Regions from separate parts of the Gossypium hirsutum genome. Here regions 1 and 3 are each linked to region 2. Evidence: chromatin contacts called from public Hi-C data. All regions are on one chromosome and are shown on one strand. The core of a region is the stretch at or near the end of the contact, and the rest is flanking DNA. Distances in the headings are between cores, read along the strand shown.

Region 1 (4,391 bases), core at 96-2,595, 200 kb after region 2:
ACTCACAGTTAACAATTATGCAACAAACATCAAAGCAATTACTATTTTCCAATAGAATGCAACATGTAAACATTTTTGCTTTCAAAGCGTATATATACAAAGGGCAGATGACATACCTTATTTGTGTAGATAGTCCAGTTAGTCAGAAGCTCCGATAACATTGCTCCCAGAAGGCCGAATAAAGCACCAGATGCACCAACAGAAATATTATCCTGAATGAAAAGAGATGATAGTATACTCCCTCCAAAGCCGGACAATAGATAGATAAGCCCAATACGCACTGTCAGGGGAAAAACACATATATAAGCTATAACAGCAAGATGATCAAATTCTTCATTCAGCAAGTAATGAATCAAATAATCATTAATCAAGCACTAAGAAAAGGACAGATAGAATACGGAATCCAAATTGCTGTTCAAGGCGAATTCCAATGAAGACCAAGCTCAACATGTTAGCAAGAAGATGAATAACGCCAGCATGTAGCCAGATGCAAGTGATGAGCCTCCATCCTTGCTTGCCATGCGCTACCTTGCTCCAATTTAGTGCTCCCAATTTGTCCAATCTGAATAAGAACAAAAATTAGAAAGTTAGAAAGAGCTACAATTATTGCCAATGGCATGACCTAATTAAAATCTTGCTATAGACTGAAAAAGAACAGGAAAGATACACATCATATAAAAATCCAAGGAGCCTCAAGTTCCATTCTAACCCAATTCGAAGCGGGTTTAAAACCATCAGATTTAGAGATGGGAGTAGATGCGGCTTACGTATGAGAAGAAGGACCAAAGAGAGGATTTTCTTTCAAAGGCTGAAAAGAAAGCTTGCCAAGGAACTTAGCCACGCAGCTGCCTTCAAATCCCAGATTGTTGTTAGGGCAATCATTGATATACATCACCACAAAAAAAACAGCAACATTAGCCACCACGAACATTGGAACAAGCCATGAAGTCCATTGCTTATCAGTGTTTTCTACATAGAAAGGAGATGATGATTGGTGATAGCTATTTGCTCTGTTCTTCCCATTCCTTCCTCCTCGCTCTAGATCCCCACTTGCCATCCTCCAATACAAAAACTTGGTTCTTTTTCAAGTTTAATGAATAAAATTTGTACCTTTTTTTCTTCTGTGGGGTTTTCTTTTTCAAAGGAAACTGGGATCAAACTCAAATTTATATCTATTTCGATTAGTAGAAATGGAGAGAGATTTGGGTTGTGGGTACAGATTTAACCGTTGAGCTACAGCCTACAAGTTTTTATAGCTGTCAGTCTGTCTGTCTCTATCTTTGAGCTTTGTTTCGTGGTGGTTTGTGTGATTGACTGTTGGGTTTGATAGAGTAAAAGCTTGTTCTTTACCTCCTCTTTTAAATGTAACATTGATGAACCCCAAAATCTTTAATAAAGTGATGCATTAGTTTTTTAACCTTTTGATGAAGAATGAACGTTATGGAAAGTGATTCTAACTTCGTAATTATCCCCACCTGGAAATGATCAACATTCTACATTCTATCACCTTTTAATGCCATAATAATCACGGAAAAATAAGAAAATTCCAATTTCTCATTTCTTTTAAAATATGCTATTAGTTTTTATATTTTAAAAAATTCAGATTTAATCCTTATACTTAAAAATTAAAATTTTTATTTTTTTTTGATTTAAAAATCTTAGTTAAACTATTATTGTTGATGATAGTTTTTATTAAAATTTATTAATTTAATATATTTATTTTTTGTTAATCATATCTCACATTATATAAAAATAATTTAATTAATGTGTAAAATTGATAAATTTTAACAGAAAATACTGATAATATTACTGATTAGACTAAAATTTCTAAATAGAAAAAAAAGAAAACTTGATTGCTAAATCTCAAACTTAGACGAAATACAGCATATTTTAAGCAAATAATTAATATATCTTCAATTAGTCAATGGTAGAGGTAGAGGGCCTCCAGCCATATGTGGTTGTCAATTTTTCATTTCATGCTCATCTAATTAAAGGAAAGAAAGAAAGAATGGTATTATGTATATTGAGAGTACATCTTGTAAAAGGCAGCATTGGAAACTGAGGTCCTCAAATAGTAAAATTGCTTTAAAAATTATAAGTTAATCGTTAAAAAATTGCAATTCTGATTCCTCTAAAATAGTGGCTTAGATAAAGTTTGTGAAATGAGTTATTAACAGATGGAGTGTAATAAAGAAATGAATAAAATAGGAAAAGGAATTAAAAAATATAGTTTCCTATATGGATATTTAACATATAATTTGTAAATTATTCTTTGGTTTGAAGAAAATTCCATAAACTCTGGCGTTAAGATTTTTTGGTGTAAACCTTAATTGATATATAAATATGGATATGGTAAAAATGGGTATGAAAGGCTGATGCCTTCCATGTTAAGGAGCTGATCACAAACACTCAAAATGGCAATAAAATCATTACAGGGATTGACTTTTATTATTTAAATGACACGCTGATATTACGCGGATTAGGATAGGAATTGCTCAGCAAATGAAGCGAAATTTTATAGGTGGAGTGAGTTGGCAGCAAGCCACTATGGGTTTCAGTTGGTTGGCTGGCTGGCTGGACTAGTTCCTTTGGCTTTCAACCTACGCTCTACGCCTCCGCCATCTGCCATCTGCCATCTGCCATCTGCCATCTGCCTTTTCACGTCCTTTATACTAAACCTCCTCTATTCATATATGATAGACACACGCAAATCGGACGGAGCTTATATAAATAAATAATAAATGCTGCAACTACATGCATAAATGTTGGAGTTTCAACACACTTTAACCGGGTAAAGTAAGAATTTCAAACAGAATACCAGCAGCAACGTATTATACCCGGGTAAAATATGAAGGAAAAATGCTTGAAGTTCAAGCTTTTATCTATTGTTGGGGATTTTTTAGGAAAGAGCAGAGCAGAGGAAGAAATACAGGACAGAACAAGGCAGTATTTTTACTTGCTCACAAATGTGCAGCAAGGGAGCTATGGCTTCAGCTCATTTAGCTCAATTTTTCATTAAGAAAAATAATACATTTATAGAGAAAACACATTACCAAATACTACCTACTCCCACTTAGTAGCCTAGGGACTTGCTAAGCATTACTTGTACACATCAATAAGCAGAATTATCAGCTCAATCATCACCTAAACCTATCAAAAACATCAACAACTAGTTCATTTTTAACCAAACTAAACTAAATTGCAACTACAACAGACAACATGTTGCTGCAGCATGCAGCATGCATACAAGCCGTATGCACTCAACAAAAACATAACAGTAGCATGGATGGCCAATTTCCAACACTCCTGCTTGGACTCCATGCTGCAAATGTCATTCATTCATCAAGTTTTTGAACTTGGCAGTCCTTAGATGCTTTCTTTCAAGCTGACCCTGCACAAGAACTTCATTCTCAACTTATCTTCAACCTTGGCCTCATTATCAACAGAAACTCACTGACACACTTGACAATCCCAGTCTTTTGTGCCTAAATATTCGTTGATCAAATGGAGCCTTCTCCTCCTTCATAGCAAATCTGACTTGCACACTTGACTATCCCAGTCTTTTGTGCCAAACATTTACTCATCAAATGGAGTCTTCTCCTCCTTCACTGCCTTGGTTGGTATCACCATTCAAACACATCTTGCCTTGTTCCCTTGCTAATTACAGTCCTGCTTCTTCTTGCTTCCACATGTTGTTGAGCTCGCACCTTTGACAGATTCGCATCTTTACATACTGTCTTCAGCAGGTGTCTTCAACAGGCTCGCAACTATCACTTCTCGCTAAGCTTGCAGCTTTGACATCTTGCTGAGCTTGCAACTTGCACATTTTTGCTGAGCTTGCAGCTTGCACATTGGAAAGCTCACATTTTTTCCTTTAAAACTCCTCCTTCAGCTTATTCAAGCTTGTTTGGGAGTCTTTTAAGGTTGAGCTGATGTTGTCTTCTTTTCAAGCAGTCCTTGATGACATGCTTTGACAACTTTTTTTTAACAAGCAGCGGAAGCAAACATCAATGGCCCTTAAGACTAAGGCTCTGATACCAATTGTTGGAGTTTCAACACACTTTAACCGGGTAAAGTAAGAATTTCAAACAGAATACCAGCAGCAACGTATTATACCCGGGTAAAATATGAAGGAAAAATGCTTAAAGTTCAAGCTTTTATCTATTGTTGGGGATTTTTTAGGGAAGAGCAGAGCAGAGGAAGAAATACAGGACAGAACAAGGCAGTATTTTTACTTGCTCACAAATGTGCAGCAAGGGAGCTATGGCTTCAGCTCATTTAGCTCAATTTTTCATTAAGAAAAATAATACATTTATAGAGAAAACACATTACCAAATACTACCTACTCCCACTTAGTAGCCTAGGGACTTGCTAAGCATTACTTGTACACA
Region 2 (5,099 bases), core at 2,249-4,748:
AATTAAAAAAATAATAAATCAAAGATTCAGGAAGTGAATAAAGAAGATAAATGGAAAGATAGAACGTGGCATGTAGAAGTCCTAAGAAGCCTTGGAAACACAAAGAATCCACAACCCCCTTCAAGCAACTCTAATTTCCCCTCCAAGATAAAAACCTTGGCAAGAAAAGGTTTGAAGATGATCCCCACAATCTAAAAAGATTATTAAAACTCTTCCAAAAGAAACTCAAGAGAAATTCTTGAAAAGAAAAACTCAGAGAGAATTTATTAACTCAAAAGAGAAATAGAATAATAATGAATTGTCTCCCTTGTGTACAATGCAAAGGCCTATATATAGGCTAGATAAATAAATCTAAATAAAACTCCTAAGTATACTAGAACTCTAATTTAATCTAAACAAGAAGTAGTTTTAAACTAAACTTTCTTGTTAACATAAAATTCCTAAATAACTTAAAATACTTAATAATTATCAAAAATTCGGAATAAAATAATAATAAAATAATAAGAGCTAATAAATAAAATATTGTGCTCATATATAATAAAAATTAAGCCTAAAACTTAAACCCAATATGAAACGTCTAAGCTTGTAAGGTCAATTGGGGTTCTTGAAGTGAAATGCTTAAGCTTGTTAGCATTTTTCACATGGGCTTGTCGTCATAGATTTAGAATTTAGGCCCATGAACATAATTAGTCTCTTCTAATTCATCATTACTCCAGAATTTATTATCTTGAAACTTTAACTCTTCTTCTCGAATTTTTTTCGTGATAAAGTCTTGAACCACTAAGTTGAGTTTTGACTTTATCAGTTTGGATTTGGATCTCGTAATTGGGCCTTGAGGAAAACTAAACTCATCTCTATTATGCCCTTTGAATTGGGCTGAGTTACTCGTATCATTTAGTCTATATAAATATTCATATTGTAAGGTGTAAGTACACCGAATCAAATATTGAGTTTTTTTTTATCTCGTTTCTTTAAATTCCTCTTTTTTATTTTAATTTTAGAGTATTGATAGGTGTAATTAAATATTGATTTTGCAGTGCCGTGGGTGTGTGGCACGAGGCTAGATCTTTCATCTTGCGATCCGTGTGGCCTTAGGCGATCAGTTCGTGCCAAACTCACCTAAGTCAGCCTAATCACCACAAGTGAGGTTTTCTTTAGAATTCATTCAAGGCACCAATTTGTATAGCGGAAGCAATAATGCCAAAAGAAGCCACGAAAGAACAACAGAAAACCACAGAAAAGAACGCACGAGAGGTGTTTGAGTAAATGCTCTTAGTATTCTATTACTCTTAAATAATAATGAAACAATAGATGAATGAAGTATTTAACAAGTGAGGGGGAGGCTCTCTATTTATAGTTGAGCTCCCCTAAAATTGACGGTCTAGATCAAGTTACATCGACGGACGAGATTAGCCTATTCCTTGATTTTAGGGATTTACAAGATTACATAATATCAAATCTAATCTAATCTTTACAAGATATGATTCCTATAACCTTCTAAGATTAGTCCCCATATTTACTAAAAATAGCCTATGTTGCCATATCTTCATTATTGGGCCACCTAGGCTTTAATCTGACAGGCTTTTCCAACAATTCTTTCAATCGGGCCAGTTCTTGTGGGTAAAATGATTCACATCTGAACAATAGACCTCCATTGGATGCATTTGTTGTGCAATGGCCACGGGTTTTCTACTGGGACCCATGGCATGTGAGTGTTCTACAAAGTTAACAACTCTAAACTAATAAAAAAAATTAATTGATACAACACTAAAACTTTAAAGACTCAAATAAAATATTAAAAAACAATTAATAATTTATTTCATATATAATTTTGAAACTTATACAATGAATCTCATATAATAATCTCCTCTATTAAAATTGTAAATATATTGATTTTTTGCCTCCTTAAATATGTTGATTAATTAACCTAAAAAAATGGTGCTAAAAACGTTAGCAAACTCATAAAAAGTATAACATAAATGGACACTTTTTGTGTGGGAAAGAAGCCTATTATTCTTTGATAAATTATGATTTTAGTGATAGTGGATTGTACAAATTTGGTTATCTTTAGAATGTGGGTTGTTTTCATAAATGTAAAGTATAATTCATTTACTGAATATTAACGAAAAACTTGCTTAAACAGAAAATAACAGGGATGAAAATCTGAGTTTGTTGACTTAACCAAACAAATCTTGTTGATATAGTAACGATGGAGAGATTGTACTCACAATTTCAAGTAACAATCATGAAAAGAAGAATTAATTAACTTATTGTAGACTTCGATTTCAAAAATGATATATTAAAGTACATAAACAGGAGCATGAGTTCCCTTTGTCACAAAGAACAAAATTGCCGTTACTGTTTGTTGATCACAGTTGCTTGTACCTTTCATGTGACACTATTGGTTAATTCGAGCTTTGTGAAGTGTCCGAGGAAGATGATGGTCGATCGAGACAAACATGAAACATGTAAAGCAGGATCCCCCTCCCTTCGGCATATATCGGCGCCCGCCACCGTCCATAGCTGCTGAGTACACTGAATCCACGAAGAGCCTAGGCCTATCCGACCAATGCTAGCTCCAAGACAAAATCATAGGATTTAGTGGTAAACCCTAGCCTTATGTTTTCATAACATTATCTCTCTCTTTTTTGCCAAAACAAAAGATCAATTAAATCCCATCTCTTTTATGTGGTCCGTTAAATTGTTATTATTATATGTATATACTATAAAAAATCATTATGTGTCAGCACCATGAAAATATTACTATTTTATTCCTTATTTGACACATTCAAAAAGACTAAAAACTCAGTGATTTCTTTATTATTTGTGTGTAAAGGAGTTAGTTATGATTTCATCCTAACTTTAACCATTAACTACTTAAAACATTCATGTGTAAATCGAGTATTAATGTTTAATTCAACCTAACAGGTTAGATTCATCTTTACTAATTTAATTATAAAATTTTAAAAATAATTGGATATTTTCATAAATATATACAAATATTATTTTATACATTTTAATTTTCACTATTTTTACCTTTATCATTTTAACCTCAATCATATCAATAAAAAATAAAGAAGGTATGAAATATCAACTCAAGCCTAACAGTAACAAACAACTTGCATAGCCATGGGCATTCTTAAAAAATTATTTGGTTAGGTCCCCGAAAAGAAGAGGGTTTAAACATTATTAAAGCAGCCAATCAATTGGTGGAAATTAATAAGATAATTGAGAGGGTTGCTTGAGCAACAAAACAGTAGAGGTTCAGCAAGCTTCCTCATGTGTATAATTAGGTCCACATATAACCGTCCAAATATTTATTATGTTTCCTCAACTAAAAACGTAAAATCGGAGAGTTAAAAAGGCTTTGTTCCCCCTTTAATTAGATCAATTAAAGAAGGTAAAAGGCAAATAGGTTTTAAACCGATATCCTCATAAATACTTCACACTTGTGAAGCAATTTTAAACAAAGCGAGTTCCCATTCAGGGGTTGATTTTTCATTTGCACACCCAATTGGCAACAGTGACATCTCCTGGTCGTTCATAAAAGGAAGCTCGATCTGTCAATTGTTCTTGTCTCCACAGGTTAAAAACCCCTTTAAAACCCACATACTCTTTCCATCTTTTCAGTCCCCCCCCCCCAATTGGCTATCTCTCCTTCAAACGATTATACCCAAATTCCTCTCTGGTTTACCCTTAGTGCTCTTCCCACTTTCGTTTTCTCACCGTACCATAAAAAGGAAGTGCACAATCATGGGGGGCTTCTCCTCATCTTGCAAACAGAGTTTGGATCACGAAAATCTTGCTACAATCGTGGTACAAGAATCAGATATGTTAAGTACTCCTTTGAACCTCAAGATCCTAACAGAACAAAGACAAGACATGACTTCAGAAAAGACTTGTCTGTCTCCAATAATTGGTGAATTGAATTGCATAGCCAACGTAGCTTTCCCGATGGTACTAACGGGGCTGTTGCTCTACTCTCGATCCATGATTTCCATGTTGTTTCTTGGGCGTCTAGGGGAGCTCGCTTTAGCTGGTGGCTCACTGGCTATTGGATTTGCTAACATCACAGGGTACTCCGTTCTCTCTGGCCTTGCCATGGGGATGGAGCCCATCTGTGGTCAAGCTTTTGGTGCCAAAAGATTCAAAGTTCTTGGCCTCACCATGCAAAAAATGATACTTATGCTTCTTTTGACTTCAATTGCCATTGCTTCTTTGTGGTTCAGCATGAAAAATATCCTTCTCTTTTGCGGCCAAGATGAAAATATGGCCAATGAAGCTCAATCCTACATTCTTTATTCTCTTCCAGACCTTCTTGCACAATCCATTTTACACCCTTTGCGTACATATTTGAGGACTCAGTCTATAACTTTGCCTCTCACATACTGTTCGACTCTGGCGATTCTTCTCCACATTCCCATTAATTACCTTCTTGTTTCGGTGCTCAATCTTGGCATCAAAGGCGTTGCTTTGGGGTCCGTTTGGACGAACTTCAATCTCGTAGGTTCGTTGATTGTTTACGTGAAAATCTCCGGGGTGTACAAGAAAACATGGGGTGGAATTTCCTCAGACTGCTTCAAAGGCTGGAAATATTTATTGAATTTATCCATTCCAAGCTGCATTTCAGTTTGCCTGGAATGGTGGTGGTATGAAATCATGATTTTGTTATGTGGGCTGTTGTTAAATCCACAAGCAACTGTTGCTTCAATGGGTATTTTAATTCAAACCACATCTTTTATATACATTTTTCCATCTTCCTTAAGCTTTGGTGTGTCAACAAGAGTCGGAAATGAACTTGGAGCTAACAATCCAAACAAAGCAAAACTAGCTGCAATCGTCGGCCTCTCATCGAGCTCGGTACTCGGATTTTCCGCATTCCTTTTTGCTATATTGATTAGAAAAAAATGGGCTGCAATATTCACCCAAGACCCGGAAATCATCGCCTTAACATCCATGGTTTTGCCTATACTTGGACTTTGTGAGCTCGGAAACTGCCCACAAACAACAGGCTGCGGAGTTTTAAGAGGAACGGCGAGGCCAAAATTAGGAGCAAACATCAACTTGGGATGTTTTTACCTTGTAGGCATGCCAGTTGC
Region 3 (4,690 bases), core at 1,096-3,595, 180 kb before region 2:
TAAGTTTAAAAAATAAATAAAAATTAAATTTATCACAAACCTAATACGTAAAATTGTAGAAGAAACTATACTATTAACTAATATAATATGTTTTGTCTTTCGTTTTAGAAACTGCTTAAACCAAGAACGAGATGAGAAGAACCGTAAGGTTGAGTTTGTTTCAGGACTAGCTAGTGACAGAAGATCCGGTGGTCCAAAAATTATAAACAGTGCATGCTTTTATTGTTGGCATGTTGAATTCAAAACAGACAAAAATCTAGGAACAAGTAAAATGTTTTAAAGACAAGTTACATTTGGATTAAGTCAACTCACTAACTCGACATCTGCCCACCCATTATAATAATGTTTGGAACTTCATAAAGCTAACTAATAACACAACAGTAAAGGGACCATATTGCTTAATATTATGCATTGGCAACAATAAAAAATAATTCAAAGATATTTAATATTGATTTCTTAAATGAAAATAGGACCCATATACCATACCAAATCAGCTGCCTACGATGGAGATTCATAACTAACCTAATTCCAAACTCAATTAAATATTTAAATTAAAAGCACCAACCAACAACTACCATCTTTATTATTCCTAAAACATAATTTGTAATAGAATTAGTTGAAAACATATTATCTTACTCCTTTTCATACTTTTTAACATAAGCATATATAGCAGAATAGGGTACATCTCATCTCATGTACTATTTCATATTCGTTTCGGGTTTCTACGCCGTGTAGGGGGATCTAAGGCCTCGGGTTGCTCCTTGGGAATTTAATTCCAAAGCTTCGAGATGTACCCTATCACTTCCCGATAAATATTCCACGCGTGGGAAAGTAAAGGAATCCATGCGATTGCGATCCCACTTCCAGCTGTTTCTGCCCTTCCCCAATCCTACCCTCACTAAATCTCAAAATCCCCTTCACATCCCTTACCTAATTCATCATTCCAAAAATATATGTGGTGATTAAAAGACATCAAACAATCAGATAACGCCAGCAACAGACAAAGGATAAAATTAATTTTAATTAAAATTTGAACACGCAAAATATTGAATTCAAATCAATTCATCTCCTACCAATTTACCTTTGTGAAGTTGATGGAATCCTCACCCACTGTATTGCTGACTTCTTCCTTCTGGGGTAAACTTGTTTCAGCCTCAACGATGTCGTTTTGGCTCGACCTCTCTGAATTACTGCTCCAAGTCTGTAAAACATCCGCAGTAAATTCACTTTCTGCCCAGCTGTTACTGCTTGTGTTGGAGGAGACCCTACTGGCAGTAATGGTTGTTGAGGAGTAGGAGGATGTGTCGGTGGTACTGACGTTGGTAGTCGTATTCTGATCGGACGGTTCATTTTTCTCTTCAAGAAATTCACGGAACAACTTGCAGCGTCTGATCTCACCCTGATGATCTTCCTTGTCAGCTTTTCTCCAAAAGCTTCTTTTCAAGAGCTTCCTTGAAAAATTCCTGGTAAAATGCACTTTCCTGGAACTGTTTCTTTTCATCGACAACGATGAAGATGATGACTTGACGGAAGGAAAAGGGAGTAGCTTGACGGCGTTAAGAACAACTTCTGAAGCTCTTTGCAGAGCTGAAATGGTGGCGGCACCTGGTTTCGAACGGCTTCTGAAAAGAAGCCGTTTAGTGGTGCTTGAGTAATTATCTTTGGATTTCTTCAACTCGGCCTCGAGAAGAAACCTGACGGTGGTGCAGCAACGTTGACGTGGAAACGATTTGAAACCACTAGAAGAGCAGGAACTCAGATCGTCTCTTAGGAGGAAATCTTTGAGCATCAAAGGTTTCTTCTCGAACGAAAGCGTTTTCCTAAGCTTAATATGATCAGCGGGAACACCGATCAAAGCCATATTGATGGGAGAAAAAGGTTGCAGGGTTTTAAACAAAAAAGGGTTATGTAATACGTTAATTGTTACTTACAGCTGTAAGCAATGTTGGATATGATATGATGATGAAAACTTGAAGAAGATAAGAGGGCATTTAAAATAGACTCAGAATGATCAGAACATAAGCAGCTTTTAGTACAACAGAGGAACGCAGAAATGGAAAAATTACAGAGAGAGAGGGATTTATAGAGGAAAGATTTTAAAGGTTGTAAAGATCTCTAGGGTGAAGATTTTGAAAGGTGAGAGAGAAGCTAGGATGATGCTGCACTGCTGCTTCATCTCCTTCTTCCTCTTGTTCTTGTCGATGCTTTCAGTTTTTGAATCTTAAGTTTCAATATTTTAATGGGTTTTTTGAATTGGTGAATTAAATGCATGTAAAAGTTTATTTATTTATAATTTTGTTATTACAGTGAAGGGGAAAGATGAAAGAAGAGTTTGAGAGACCAGTAGTTGACCTCTGAAAAAAATCTGAAAATGATGTGCTATCTTCCATGCATGCAGCGATACTGGAGGAAAGTCTTCACGTGCTTTGTCACGTGTGTTTGTCTTTGCAACAAATTTTATGATAAAATAGTAGTTTGATTCTCATTTTTTACCTAAACAAAAATGGTTTTGTATATTATAATTATTTTTCAAAATATATTTGTTTAAGATTTGAAAAACTTAGATCCTATACTATTTTTAAATTTTACAACATTTAGTATGTCAGGGTTGAGTTTGAAAATGTTTTGAAACTTAACATCTCTTTCTTAAAAAAATAGTCATGCTTAAAAACATATATGAGATATTGAAATTGAGTGTATATTCTTTTGATGATTATTGTTGTTTCAATTGAGAAATTAATCTTAGGAGTATAAAAATTTATAGTTATCACCTTATAAAAGATGATGATCCACCCTCCCCCTAAGTAGTGATGGGCTATGGGCTTCAGCACATCTCTTGATACCTCACAATTAAAAAAATTAGGTTGGGGCAGTTCAGTAGTAAATGGAATTGAATTATTAGGAGTTCTTTTTAGTCCAAGTCCCATAATAATAAAGACTTAAGTGATGATTTATGAGTCACTATGTTGCACTAAGGCTAATATTAGGTACTGAATGGTTGTTTATTATTTGGTTCATTTTTTCTTTTTTAAGTTTTAATCTGAGTTAAGTTAATTTCGGTACCTAGTACTTTTAGGTTTCATCAAATAATAGTCTTATACTAATTAATAATAGGGCAGATTGTATCATTACTTACTAATTTATGGGTAAGTTTTCGTTTTAGTTACTTAACTAAAAAAAGTTACAATTTGGTCACTGAACTATTTGAAAGTTTTCATTTAAGTCACTGGGATGTTAAAATTGATGTTATATAGCTTTCTTTGTTCATATTGCCTACACCAATCGGAAGTTCTTTTTCTCCTTCTCTTCTATAGTTAAGTTTTTTTATGAAATAATTTTAGACATCACAAATTTACAAACCAAAATTCAAATAGTTTCTTTTCTTCAATCTCCAATATTGACCATCATATCGAGTTAGATCTAAGGTATTTTGTTTTTCCTCCTCGAAGGGTATTGATCCACCATTCTAATTGTCAAACCGTCGCTTGAAGCTTGCTGGTGAAGCTTTTTTTTTAAAAAAAAAATATTCTAATGACTTAAATGAAAACTTCTAAATAATTTGACGATTTAAATAAAAATTTCCTAATAATTTAGTGACTAAAATAAAAATTTACCTATAGTTTAATGATTAATAGTGTAATTTACCCTTAATAATAAAAAGTGACTTCTAAATAATTAGACGAGGCTAATGGTCTAAGATATACAAAGCCTAGCCAGCTGCTATCCTTGCTCTATTCATACTAGGCCATTGATGAGGACAAAAACATGAGCTAATGAGAAGAGAGTCTTTGGCTATGAATTAGTTACAAAAAAATGATTTATCTGAGTTGAGTTTTAGATGTAAGAGGCACATTTAATTTTGTAATTTTCCATAACTAATTTAATTGTCAAAGAGCAATCAAAGTAACTATTCCAATACTTTTTTAGTTAACTCGTTCAAGACAAACTCGTAATTCAATATTCAATTCTTGCAATCCTCCTTCATCTCTAGAAGAAACAAACATTTTGGCATTGTTTGTTAGAAGTTTCAAACAAGAAGATATAAACACAACCATAGAAACAAACCCTTACCTCAACCTCTGCACCTATTTCTAATTCAATGAGCACCCAACGGAGAACACTTCGTAGCCAAAGCCAACTGCCCCACTTGGTTCTCTTGCAGCTAACACTTCTATCTTGTATCTAAACCCCAAGATATCCCAATTCAAATTTGGTAATTTTTGCCGCCTTAGCTTCTACATCTGTAGGGGCCGTTTTTGTTCCTTTTCTTCCACATCGGCTTGTGATGCATCTATTTCACAACCAAGCCCTGCATGATATGAACTCAAGAGGGTTCAAGAGTAATATACATCATGGATGGGTGAAAATTATAAAATTAAATTTACCAAATCTGCTATTTTTTAAGTTTAAAACATAAGCAAATTTGGAATGCATTTTTTGATGTGATCTAGATATTTCTAAGTTGAGTTGTTTTTTAATGGATCAAAGAATTATTTCTTAACTTTGCAACAATCGGCCTACACCGAAAATAGCATTATAAGTAGATGATTGATCAACCAAAAAGAAATCTATGTACTCAGCAATAGTATGCTCGCCATCTCTAATGTAAATGGGAGATGGTGGAAAAATTTAGTTTACAAAACGATTTTGTTACATAGCGGAAGATTTAAAATTTTTCAAAAACTTAGCC

Evidence for each region. Hi-C and Micro-C count contacts between places; a contact is called where the count stands out from the background.
Region 1: a contact with region 2 is called in a Hi-C map of leaf, with 2.7 times the contacts expected there. The contact joins the promoter of LOC107927001 here to the promoter of LOC107926930 in region 2. A contact is called at or near these places in 8 of 34 Hi-C or Micro-C datasets (hypocotyl, leaf and seedling).
Region 3: a Hi-C map of leaf shows a contact between it and region 2, with 1.8 times the contacts expected there. The contact joins the promoter of LOC107926994 here to the promoter of LOC107926930 in region 2. A contact is called at or near these places in 8 of 34 Hi-C or Micro-C datasets (anther, hypocotyl, leaf and 2 more).

Annotation. Positions count from the first base shown.
Region 1 is chrA08:117,833,706-117,838,096 of Gossypium_hirsutum_v2.1, forward strand. It overlaps LOC107927001 (RHOMBOID-like protein 3), which reads right to left and starts at 1,346. Exons shown (of 5, transcript XM_016857958.2): 1 at 768-1,346; 2 at 399-562; 3 at 117-280. The coding sequence starts at 1,057.
Region 2 is chrA08:117,632,783-117,637,881 of Gossypium_hirsutum_v2.1, forward strand. It overlaps LOC107926930 (protein DETOXIFICATION 49), which reads left to right and starts at 3,499. Exons shown (of 1, transcript XM_016857875.2): 1 at 3,499-5,099. The coding sequence starts at 3,754.
Region 3 is chrA08:117,454,334-117,459,023 of Gossypium_hirsutum_v2.1, forward strand. It overlaps LOC107926994, which reads right to left and starts at 2,346. Exons shown (of 3, transcript XM_016857950.2): 1 at 1,082-2,346. The coding sequence starts at 1,861.